Regions from separate parts of the Sus scrofa genome. Here region 2 is linked to region 1. A link is a contact called in public Hi-C data. All regions are on one chromosome and are shown on one strand. Each heading gives the region's core, a stretch centred on a gene start, on an enhancer-like site or on the middle of the called end of the contact. The rest is flanking DNA. Distances are from core to core; before and after follow the strand shown.

Region 1 (5,122 bases), core at 869-3,368:
TGAGATGCCTTTCCGCCAGCTCACCTCTAGGGCGAGAGCTCCCAAGAGAGCAGCTGGGAGTCGCCAAGGGCCCCCCCCCACCCCCCGCTTCCTACCTGGAGGCTCCCTGGCTGTGCTGAGGGGAGGACACACAGGACCAGGTGCCTCACTTGAAGCATATTCAAGTGATGAGCAGAGGCTGCCTGGAGCAAGGGGCGGGGAGAAGGGTCCTGGGGGCAGCACCAGCGGTTTGGCTTTGAGGAGAAGGGAAGTCCAGAGAGATAAGCAGTGCAGAGAGTGATATGATCCAGCAGTGTTTGTAAAAGAGAATTCTCGAGGGGCTAGGAGCTGGAGCAGGGGAGACCCAGGAGCCCACGTGGATGCTTTTGAAGATGCGGATGCAGGGGACTGGGCAGCTCGGATCAGGACAGCAGGCGATCCTGAGGACAGCTGATTCTGTGAGTTGAGAACAATCCCTGCCCCTTGACAATTATGCTTGGTTCTTTGCAGCCTCCACCAGTTACGGGATAGACATCTCTCTTCTCTCTGGACGCAGCCTTTTTGCTTCCACTTTAGTTTACCCTGGGCCACCGTCTTCTTGGCGTTACTAAATTGTCTCTAATTATAATTTTAGGCTTGATTTGCTTATGGTTGGTCTTTTAACTCAGAATTGCAATCCAGGCGGTGTTCATTCATTTGGGGCTCTTACCTGTTTTAGATCTTGTTTTAAAGGAAAAGAAACCTGTGAGTGGAAGCGCCACGAGGAGTTTTTTTGGGTGAGAAATATCACCCACTATATCCCCGAAGTTGCCAAACGCTGTTGAGACAGATCCGCACGCTCGCTATTGTGTAATGTCTTGGAAATGCCACCCGCGTGTTGATTTTTCTATTCTCAGCTTACAGGGCAAAATGGTGTTCACTTTCTCTATTTATTTTTGGAGAAAGTTCAGGAGGAAGAAGAAATTCCTTTGGCATGTTTTGAAGCGGACAGAAACACCACCTGGCTTTTTGTGGTGAAAATGTGGGAAATTTCAGTTTCCGAGTGTCTGTTCTGGAGGAAGCCAGCTGAACTTTGAGGCTTGGTTCCTGGGCATTGGATGCAGAGGCGAGGGTGCCTGGCAGGGGCCGAGCTGCTCGGGAAAGTCAGCTTGTGGTTGGTGGTTGAAAGTGCAGCCTGGGGTTCTTCCTGAGCCTCCAGGGTCATAGACTCCAGGTGAGAGGCCCTCTCATTGTCAGCCTTACATGCCCAAGGAAAAGATGACATTGAAAACATCCCCCCACAAGGAGGAATGCAGATCTCACCAGCCATTTAACTCCTTCGGCCTGCTTGGAGAAGGCAGACTGCAGAAGAGGTGGGGCTCCTGGGCTCCAGGCTCTCTGGATCCACGCCGTTGACTTTGCAAGGCAGCCCACCTCAGTTTCCAGATCTGTAAAATGGGGATGCCCAGAGTTGTCATGGCAACTCTATGAGCTAACGAGTTCCTTTGTCCTTAGCACGAACTAAACAAACGTTCATTATTGGCGTGATTAGACTTGCCACTGAAATTGTATTTAAATGTGTAAAGGAACAGATTAAAAGTGTATGCATGTGTGTGCGTCTTAGAACTGGTCTTCCAAGAAAAGTGATTTAAATGTGTGAGAAAGGAACACATGGTCCCCTTAGAGACTGGGATATCCTGGGAAATGTTGTATAAGTTGCTGAGATTGTGTCTTCTCATTGCCAGAGTATTCCAAGGACCAGGGGAGGAGTCAGCCAGTGGCCCAGCTGCTGGCTTTCCGGGGCTGGATCCATATGTTTGGCGGGGTTTGTCCTTCTGGCATCCCAGCCCTGGGGGAGGGGGCCCCCACGTCCCAAGGAATGACAGCCCTGGGTGCCTTCCAGGCAGCTGCTTTGCTGAACATCAGGACGCAGGGGAGGTCTGAGGCACGCCAGGGAAAGGGAGGTTCGGCGCTCTCCTGGCTCGGGTGGGCCTCGTAGGCCGGGGGGCCCACGGAGAGGGGAGGGGACCCCCAGGCCTGAGCCGCTGCACTGGCTGCCGTGTTGATGAGCTCCATCTGGAAACCTCCCCCCAGCAGCAGCACCAGCAGTGTAGCCCAACGCTCTGGCAGCGCATGATCCCGATTCATCTCCTCCTTGAGCCCACAGGCCTTCCTTACTGGCCGTGGACTTGGCGTCAACCCCCCACTGGCTGCCAGGCGAAGCAGGGCAGTGGTGACAGTGAACATTTCTTGGCTTCTTCCCACGGCTGGGCTGGTGCTGGGGGCTTCCCGGGGGTGCTCCTCATCACAGTGGGTCCCTGAGATAGGCAGGCAGGATCCCCTCCTTGGCAGAGTAGAAACGGGAGCCCAGAGAGGTCATGTTACATGTGGAAAGTCACACAGCTGGTAAAAAAGCAGTGCTGGGATCCAGGCCCAGCTCTGACTCTAGAATCCGCACTGGTTGCCCTGAAGTGAGTTACCATCTGGCGGAGACGCAGAGATGGTAGTCACAGGGCACAGCGTGCATCCTCTCTGGGTTAACCCGGGCTGGCCCATCCTTAGAGGCTAGATGCTGCCATGGGAACACAGCAGGGTTAGAAACAATACAGCCAGGTTGAGCCCCAGCTCTGCCACCTACTGGTGGTGGGGCAATACACCCTCTAAGCTCCTGCAAATCAGATAAAGATATTCACTTTGCCAGATTCCTGAAACCAATTGTGATAACTGGGTGTCTTGCTCCTTCCTAGGTGAATGTCCTTAAATGGCAAATAGTACTGTGATTGCTATACCTAGGACGGTCAAGTTGCAGGGGGCGGTGGGGAGTCCGCCCCTCCCATCAGGAAGACCAGGCTTGTAATTCCAAGGGTCTTAGGAGGGGAGAGAACTCCAGAGGCCCCCAGGTCCCCAGCTCTCCTGGCAGCTTGCAGCCTGGATATCAGCCCTGGCGGGGGTGGGGGCTCATCTCATTATATAAACTCCCCAGGGCTGGATAATACAACCGCTTCTCATCACCCATTCGAGCATATGAAAGAGTTTGGAAGAGAGTGAAGGAATGTGTTTTTCCTATTAAGCTAACTTTTATCTTTATTGGTCAAGAAAGACTTGGACTCCCTGCTGCAGCACAGTGGGTTAAGGATCCAGTGTTGTCTCTGCAGCGGTTCTGGTCGCTGCTGAAAGCACTGGTTCAATCCCCACCCCGGCACAGTGGGTTAAGGATCCAGTGTTGCTGCCACTGTGATGTAGGTTGCAGCTGCGGCTCAGATTCCATCCTTGGCCTGGGAACTTCCATATGCTGTGGGTGCAGCCAGAAAGAAAGAAGGAAAGAAAGAAAGAAAGAAAGAAAGAAAGAAAGAAAGAAAGAAAGAAAGAAAGAAAGAAAGAAAGAAAGAAAGAAAAGGCAGACTTGCTGAGTGTAGGGTTCTACCCAAGGACCCAGAGTATGACAAGCAGGTGTTTGTTGTCAGACCCGGATTCTGATCCTGGTCTGCTGCTTCCCTCCTGCATGTCACTTGAGCTCTCTGAGCTTCTACTTCCTCCTATGAAGAGGGGACAGTTCTAGCTCCCTGGAAGGGTTGCCGTGAGGACTGAAGGCTGGCTCCGGGGCTGCTGCTGTGGGCAGAGCTTCCAGACTGCAGCTGGACCCCATTTCCAGGAGCGACCTGGTGCTCTCTCTTCACCCTCTGCTCCTCCCCCTCCCCTACAAGGTGGGGCTGAAAAGGCCCCAGCAGATCCAAGATCCCGGAGACGGACACATCACCTGCCAGGTGTGGCTGACCCCAAGCCCTCCTGCAGGAGAGCAGGAAGAGATCTGGCCCCTAGCCAGTGTGGCCTGAGATCCTTTGACCATCTCTGGACTAATGCACAGCTTGGGGCTGCTGCAGGAGCTGCTCTGGGACAGCCTGGAGCCACCGGCAGCCTCATAAATCAGGCCCTGGCCTTCGAAGCTTCTGCAGGCTCCCAGGGAGAGCCTGAGCGCCTTCATCTTCTTGCTGCAGGATCTCTTCCCCTCCCCACCCTGCTGGGTGTGGAGTCTCCAGGGGTGACTGGCCCCTGATTTACAGATGATTCTGATAGCAGCAGCCCTGCCTGGGAGGGGAGACCCAGGAAAGAATGAGTGTGTCCTATGACCTGGCCCTATGGCCTGGCCTCTCAGGCGAGGGAGACAGTTGGAGCTGCCCCAAAGGGAGGGTCCCCCTGCCTCTGGGCCTGGGTGGGCAACACCCATGCCCTACTAGAATTTAGCGCCCCTGGCTAGAAAGATTCATCTGTTCCCTTCAGACAAGGGTGAGCGAAGGAAGGGCCCCCCAGAGTTGACTCCCGAAGGAGAGACACACCACAGATGCATCTGGGTTTGGGGTCAGGTCTGAGTCTCTGTCCCAACACCAGCGCTTCCTAGGTGTGTGGCCTTAGAAAAGTCTTCACACATTGCTGAGCATCGGTTTCTTCATCTGTCACATGGGGTTAATAACTGGCGCTGGTACAGAGCTGGCAGGAGGGGTAAGTGAGCCAGCAGACGTCGGGCACTCTGTGCCGTGACCCTCACACCCTCGGCTCTCAGAGAATGTCCCCCCCCACCCTGTCCTTTCTCCCTCCTCAGCCCGACCCCCTGGGCCACGTGGCTCCAGCTGCACGCTTGGGTCACGGTGCAGGCCTGCTCTCTGCAGGCAGGGACCTATGAATTGCTCTCCAACCATCCCGAGCTTCCAGACCAGCTCTGGCCAATAGAAATCCCTGTCACCATGGAACTACCCTAGGTCTGTACTGCCCCCTCCAGTCCCCAGTATCCACATGTGGCTTCTGAACTTTTGAAATGTGGCTAGTGTGACTGAGGAACTGGCTATTATTTCATTTTAAGTAGAAATTTACATTTATCAAGCTACAGGTGGCTAGCAGCTACCATACTGGACAGCAGAGGTCAAGCACATGAGGAAGACTGGACTTGGCTTGGCATTGATACAACTGTGTGACCTTGGGCAAGTCTGCGCTCGCGGTTGCCTCTTCTGTAAAATACGGGCTGTTGGTAAAACGAAGCCCGCATATGTTCATATAATTATTTAGTGTTTATCGAGCGTGAGGCTGAACTCTGGCCTCTGTACCCTGACACCGAATTGAATCTCACAGACAGAGTTTTGGGTGAAGGCAAAAAGGAGAACTTAATTGCTTT
Region 2 (5,122 bases), core at 1,060-3,559, 150 kb before region 1:
AGTAGCCATATTTCAAGGGCTTAATAGCCACACATGGCCAGTGGCTACTGTATTAGACAATGCAGGCCTAGACTCCTAAATCTGTTTTTTTTTAGGGCTGCATCTGTGGCACATGGAAGTTTCCAGGCTAGGGGTCGAATCGGAGCCTCAGCTGCCAGCCTACACCACAGCCACAGCAGCGTGGGATCTGAGCCACGTCTGTGACCTACACCACAGCTCATGGCCACGCTGGATCCTTAACCCACCAAGCAAGGCCAGGGATCGAACCTGCAACCTCAGAGAGAAAATGGCGGGTCCTTAACCCACAGAGCCACAATGGGAAGTCCTAGTCGCCTAAACTTTTTATTTTAGTGCATATACAGTGTGAGACTGAAGAATTAAGGAATATCCAGGACCCACCCGTTCCCATTGGCACGCCTCCATTCACCTGTTCATTCATGCACAGTGTTTATTTAATGTCCACTCTTCCTCTCGGGCTTCTGGTAAGAAGTTAAACGAGGGATGCCACGTGTCACCAGCAAGCATCCAGTTCCGTGTCTCACAGGCCAGTGAGTTGGCCACCTACAGGGGACCAGGGTCTGTCCATGGACTGTCTATGGCTGGCACACACTTTGGGTCTGGCCATTGGAATTTCCCCGTGCTGTGTCTTAGAAACAATATAACCCAGCAGGTGTTGTGCTTCGTCTCAAGACAGATTAGCATCCTTCTCCTATACCTGGCCCACTTCATCCGTGAGGTTACCTGTGGGGCTCACTGCAGACTCTTGTGTCCGCGAAGCCTGGATGAGAAATCTCTAAGAAATCCCAAGCTTTGTTAAGACCGAAGGTGGGATGGACCTAGAGAGCCATCTGGTTGCGTTTGACCATCTTTGCATGTATTCTCGAGTCACCTGGAGCAGTGACCCTCAGGGTCCCAACCTCAGGGTCCCATCCTCTGCCTTGAGGATAGAGATCAAGCATTTCTTAAAAGCTCTACTGGTGATTTTAGTTGAGTTTCTAACATGCTACTGCTGGAAAACCACAGCCCAGAGAGTCTGTTTGTTTTGGCCGGAGTCACAAAATACACCAGTCTCCTAAACGTCCAACCCACTGCTGTTTTCCCCAAACAGCCCTGAAGGCGGAGGGGCCCTGGGAACCTTCCTGAATATTCAGGAGGCGTCCTGCATCAGGAGCTTGGAGCAGGGGAGGCAGGAATCTGTAACTGCTGTGTTGCCTCTTCAGGAACAAAGCCCTTGCCGGTTTACCACTCTGGGAAGATTGCCAGGCTCAAGTATTAATAATAATCTCTTTGTTTTTTAAATGCCTTCTAATTGCATAAATAAAGCTTACTTTCTCTTCTTTAATGGTAATGAGGCTTATTTGACTGATTGGTTGATTAATAATACTCTAATTTCTTTACTGACAAAACACGAAGGCCAAGAGAGGGATGCTGGGTGCTAGTAGCTTGGGGTGCAAAGCAGCCATTCCAGGCATTTTTTTAGCTTCTGCTAGGGTATCTCAGAGAGAGGGGTAGCAATGGCTTCTCTGCAGTCAGATGCTAATAAGTAAGGACCACAGGCATCTTGAGGATGCTGGCCCCTGCATTTCCCTGCAGGGTTAGTTCTGAACACCCTGGTCTGCACGCTATGCAGTATCTGTCCTTTGAGAACCTGTAGGATATAGTTCTGACTGCAATTGACCTGCTTAGTATTGTTCTCACACTTGTAGATGCTGGGAATCCTGGTTGCATTTGGCCTGGTTAGTGTTATTCTCACACTTGTAGGCGCTGGGAATCATGAAATTGATCCTGTTTGTTGTTTCCCATTGCCTGCTAGGAAGCTCAGAGCCAAGCCTGTGTCCTATCAGCAGTAAGCTTAACACATTCCCTGTAATAAGAGCTCACGTTGGTTGAGCATTGACCGTCTACATGGACTCCCTGTAACTGACTTTCTGCAAACTGCAAGTTCCTGAAAAACTAGAGTGCAGCCCTCCTTTTTATAAATCAAGTAATGTTTTCAATGCCCTAGAGGAGTAAAGAACTCATTTAAATCGGAGATCTCGGTGCTGTGAATAATGACCTCCTTACCCCACCGTGTTTGCAGTGTCATTTGCTGGTTTTCAGTGTCATTTGCTGACCTACAGAGGAGGCCAGCTGGGCCCGGCTGCTGCCTCCGAGTTGGCTGTGAACGTCGGCTTTCTTTTCCTGAGCCCAGAAAAGCCCCTGCTCTAGCTACAACTCGCAGACCGGAGCCCAGCCCTGATGGGGGGCCCGCAGCTGTAGACGGCTTTGCACTGTCACGCACTGGCCCAGAGACAAAGGGAAATGGGAAGGCTTTTATTGGTCACCTGCCTCCTTGCAAGGGGCTCCTGATAGATAACAGATGGAGAGACGAGGGAGTTAATGAGGTCGGCGTTCTGGCCAAATGCTTTCCGTCTTCCTCTCACCACTGAGTCCCTTGGAAAAGAATGTTGTGCTGGGCAGGCGGGGCAGGGAGAGCTGGAAAAGCCGAGCTTTCCCCAGAGGTGTTGCGGGGGAGGGCGGTGGGGTGGGGTGAGAATAGGGGGCCCTGATCCAGTTCATCTCAATTCCAAGAATATGGATTAAGAGCTTCCTGCATCACCCCCACCCCCATGAGGTCCTCCAAAACACCCTTCCATGTAGTTGTCATTATGCCTATGTTATAGCTAAGCTGCTGAAAAGACTCAGAGATGTTAAGTAACTGAGCCGAGATCACACAGCCAGCCTGGGACTCATCTGGGATCTGAGGGGACTCTCCCCCTCTGCCTAAACCTAATACACCACGCTGCTTCTCCAAGCAGTTCCACCACTCACTGCGTCACGCATTCCTCCTAAAATTGTTTTCAGGCTTGCATCTTGAGGTCCCATTTCCGACGCATCTCTTCTTGCTGTAGTGAGGAAATGGGGGTGGGAAGGAGACTGGTCTTCAAAGCAGCGCTGGGAGAAGGGATGGAAGGAGCAGGTTAACACTTGGAAAATTTGTTTTTCGGTTCTAGCCGGGGGTAGTGGAAATTTATTCGTCAGGGCTAGCGTCCACTTCCTGGCGGGCTCCCAGCCCTGAGCCAGATGGTCTTTGTTGAATCTGGTCATTTTCAGAGAAAGATCCAGGCTGTTCTCGATGAACAGAGTTCATGGAACCCCCCGGGGACCCCCCGTGCACAGTGTGCCACATGGCGCTTTACAAGCTCCTCAGCTGCCCGGGCTCTCTCACAGCTGCCCTGTGAGGCAGGCTCATTGCTGACCCCATTTTATGGGTGAGAAAACTGAGTCCCCAAGACATTTGCTCATCAAGGGCAGCGCTGGGGCCCATCGAGTGCAGGAAGATGCAGGCCTGGTGCCCGGCACATCTGGGCACACATAGCCTTTGGAACTTGAGATTCCTAGCTCTGAGGCTTTTTCTCTCCAGAAAAAGTAATCCATCCCCAAGGCTATTTTTCTCAAACAATAAGGAAACCCTTGCTGGGCTGTGACCTCATGTTCCTCACAGGCCCTGCTGGGGTCTCCGTGGACCGCGCACAGGACTTGCTGTCCTCCATGCTGAGGTTATAAGAAACTGAATGTTGGCGGCATCACATCTTTCTTTAGAGGAACTCTGAGGTCTGCCCCAGGATTTGTCTTTGGGGGGGTCGGGGAAGAAATTTGAGAGGCTGTGGGGGAAGAAGGCTCTGGCTTTGTTTTGTAAAGATCTGTGCTTTTGAAACAGTTTCATCCCCAAATTCATAACATCCCTCCTCCTAAAAAAGAAGAAAAATCCCTCCCCCCCAAAGAAAGTGTAAGCTCCCTCTCTCTGTGTGTATTTCCATCCAGCAGCAGCAGCAGCCCCCAGACCCAATGGCAGGTGGGAAGAGCTGTTCTCAGGAGTCCCCGGTGCGGCTCAGATAGAGCTGAGGGTGGGCCGAGGGCTCAGACCCAAGCCATACCAAGAGGGAGAAGGCAGCTTGGACTCTGGAGGAACCATCAGAGCGTCGAGAGCACTTGAATCCAACAGAGAAGGGGACCCATCAGAGTGAATAGCAGGGGCGAGGAGCGGGGCGGAGAGGGGCACTGATGCTTGCTGAGGGCCCTTCGGTGCCAGGTTGTCGCCACACACATTCTCCTCCTTTTCCCCAACCACCCCAGGAAGTTTCAAGATGAAGAAGTTGAGGCTCAGAGTCCCAACAACATGTCCATAGTTTTACAGAAGCAGAAATGACACCAGAGCCCAAGTTTCTGAAGCCAGAGCTGGAGACAGGATCAGAAAGGTGCCAGGCTTGCTAACATGGCAGCAAGCAGTCCTTGTGTGCCCAGCCTGCTATACAGTGTGGGGACACAGCTATGTGATCATGAATTTAAGTATGAATCCATTCAGACATGCCGTTCTGGGTTAAAGATCCAGACCTGTGCTGCCCAGCATGCTTGGCTTATGGGCTATTTTAATTTGGTTAAAATAAAATAAAATAGAGTCTCCTGGTGACCTAGCAGTTAAAGATTTGGCACTGCAGTGCCATGGGTTCAATCCCTGGCCGAGGAACTTCTGCATGCTATGGGCATGGCATGCATGGCATGGCATGGCACGGCACGAAATGAAATGAAATGAAACAAAGCGAAAATGAAATTCAGTGCCTGGATTGCATTAGCCACATTTCGAATGCTTAAATCTGCATGTGCCTAGTACTGTATGGGCCCGCCCAGGTGGGTATAACGTGCTGTCACTGCAGAAGGTTCTATTGGACAGTGCTGGTCTAGAGGGTACAAAGCCAGCCAGATGCAAAAGAGAATGGTGTGAGTCACCTCTGGGTCTGAACCCCAGCCTAGGCCTGGCCCAGAGGGACGCGTACAATCCTGCTGGCTCCCCCGGGGGCTATGGGTGGCCTGGAGCTCCAAGACCTGTGACCCTTGCTGCGTGCCCAGCACTCAGTCGCCTCTGGTCGAGGGGGTCGGTCTCAGCTGTGTGCATCCTGCAGCTTCCCCCCATTTCCTGAGTCAGCGCCAGAGTCATGTCGTTTTGTCCCCCTATGCCCTTTAGAATACTTAATCCCAGTTTATCCTGAATTTGTCCAGAACAGAACCTAGCACAGAAGCCTTGGTCATTAGTAAAAGCATAGCTCTTTAAAGAAGACAGACAAGTAAATAGCCATTAGAGCCC

The links. Hi-C and Micro-C count contacts between places; a contact is called where the count stands out from the background.
Region 2: a contact with region 1 is called in a Hi-C map of skeletal muscle, with 4 times the contacts expected there. The contact joins two enhancer-like sites. A contact is called at or near these places in 2 of 47 Hi-C or Micro-C datasets (heart right ventricle and skeletal muscle).

Annotation. Positions count from the first base shown.
Region 1 is chr9:13,472,892-13,478,013 of Sscrofa11.1, reverse strand. All of the region lies in intron 3 of TENM4 (teneurin-4), which reads left to right. Among named protein-coding and RNA genes, the nearest start is that of MIR708, 300 kb to the left of the region's middle. Within about 2 kb of position 2,118, at least 10 of the 83 cell types and tissues checked have an H3K27ac peak or open chromatin away from gene starts, as enhancers often do. A contact at or near this core is called in skeletal muscle, where this site is marked.
Region 2 is chr9:13,621,393-13,626,514 of Sscrofa11.1, reverse strand. The region is part of intron 2 of TENM4 (teneurin-4); the gene reads left to right. Among named protein-coding and RNA genes, the nearest start is that of MIR708, 160 kb to the left of the region's middle. Within about 2 kb of position 2,309, at least 22 of the 83 cell types and tissues checked have an H3K27ac peak or open chromatin away from gene starts, as enhancers often do. A contact at or near this core is called in skeletal muscle, where this site is marked.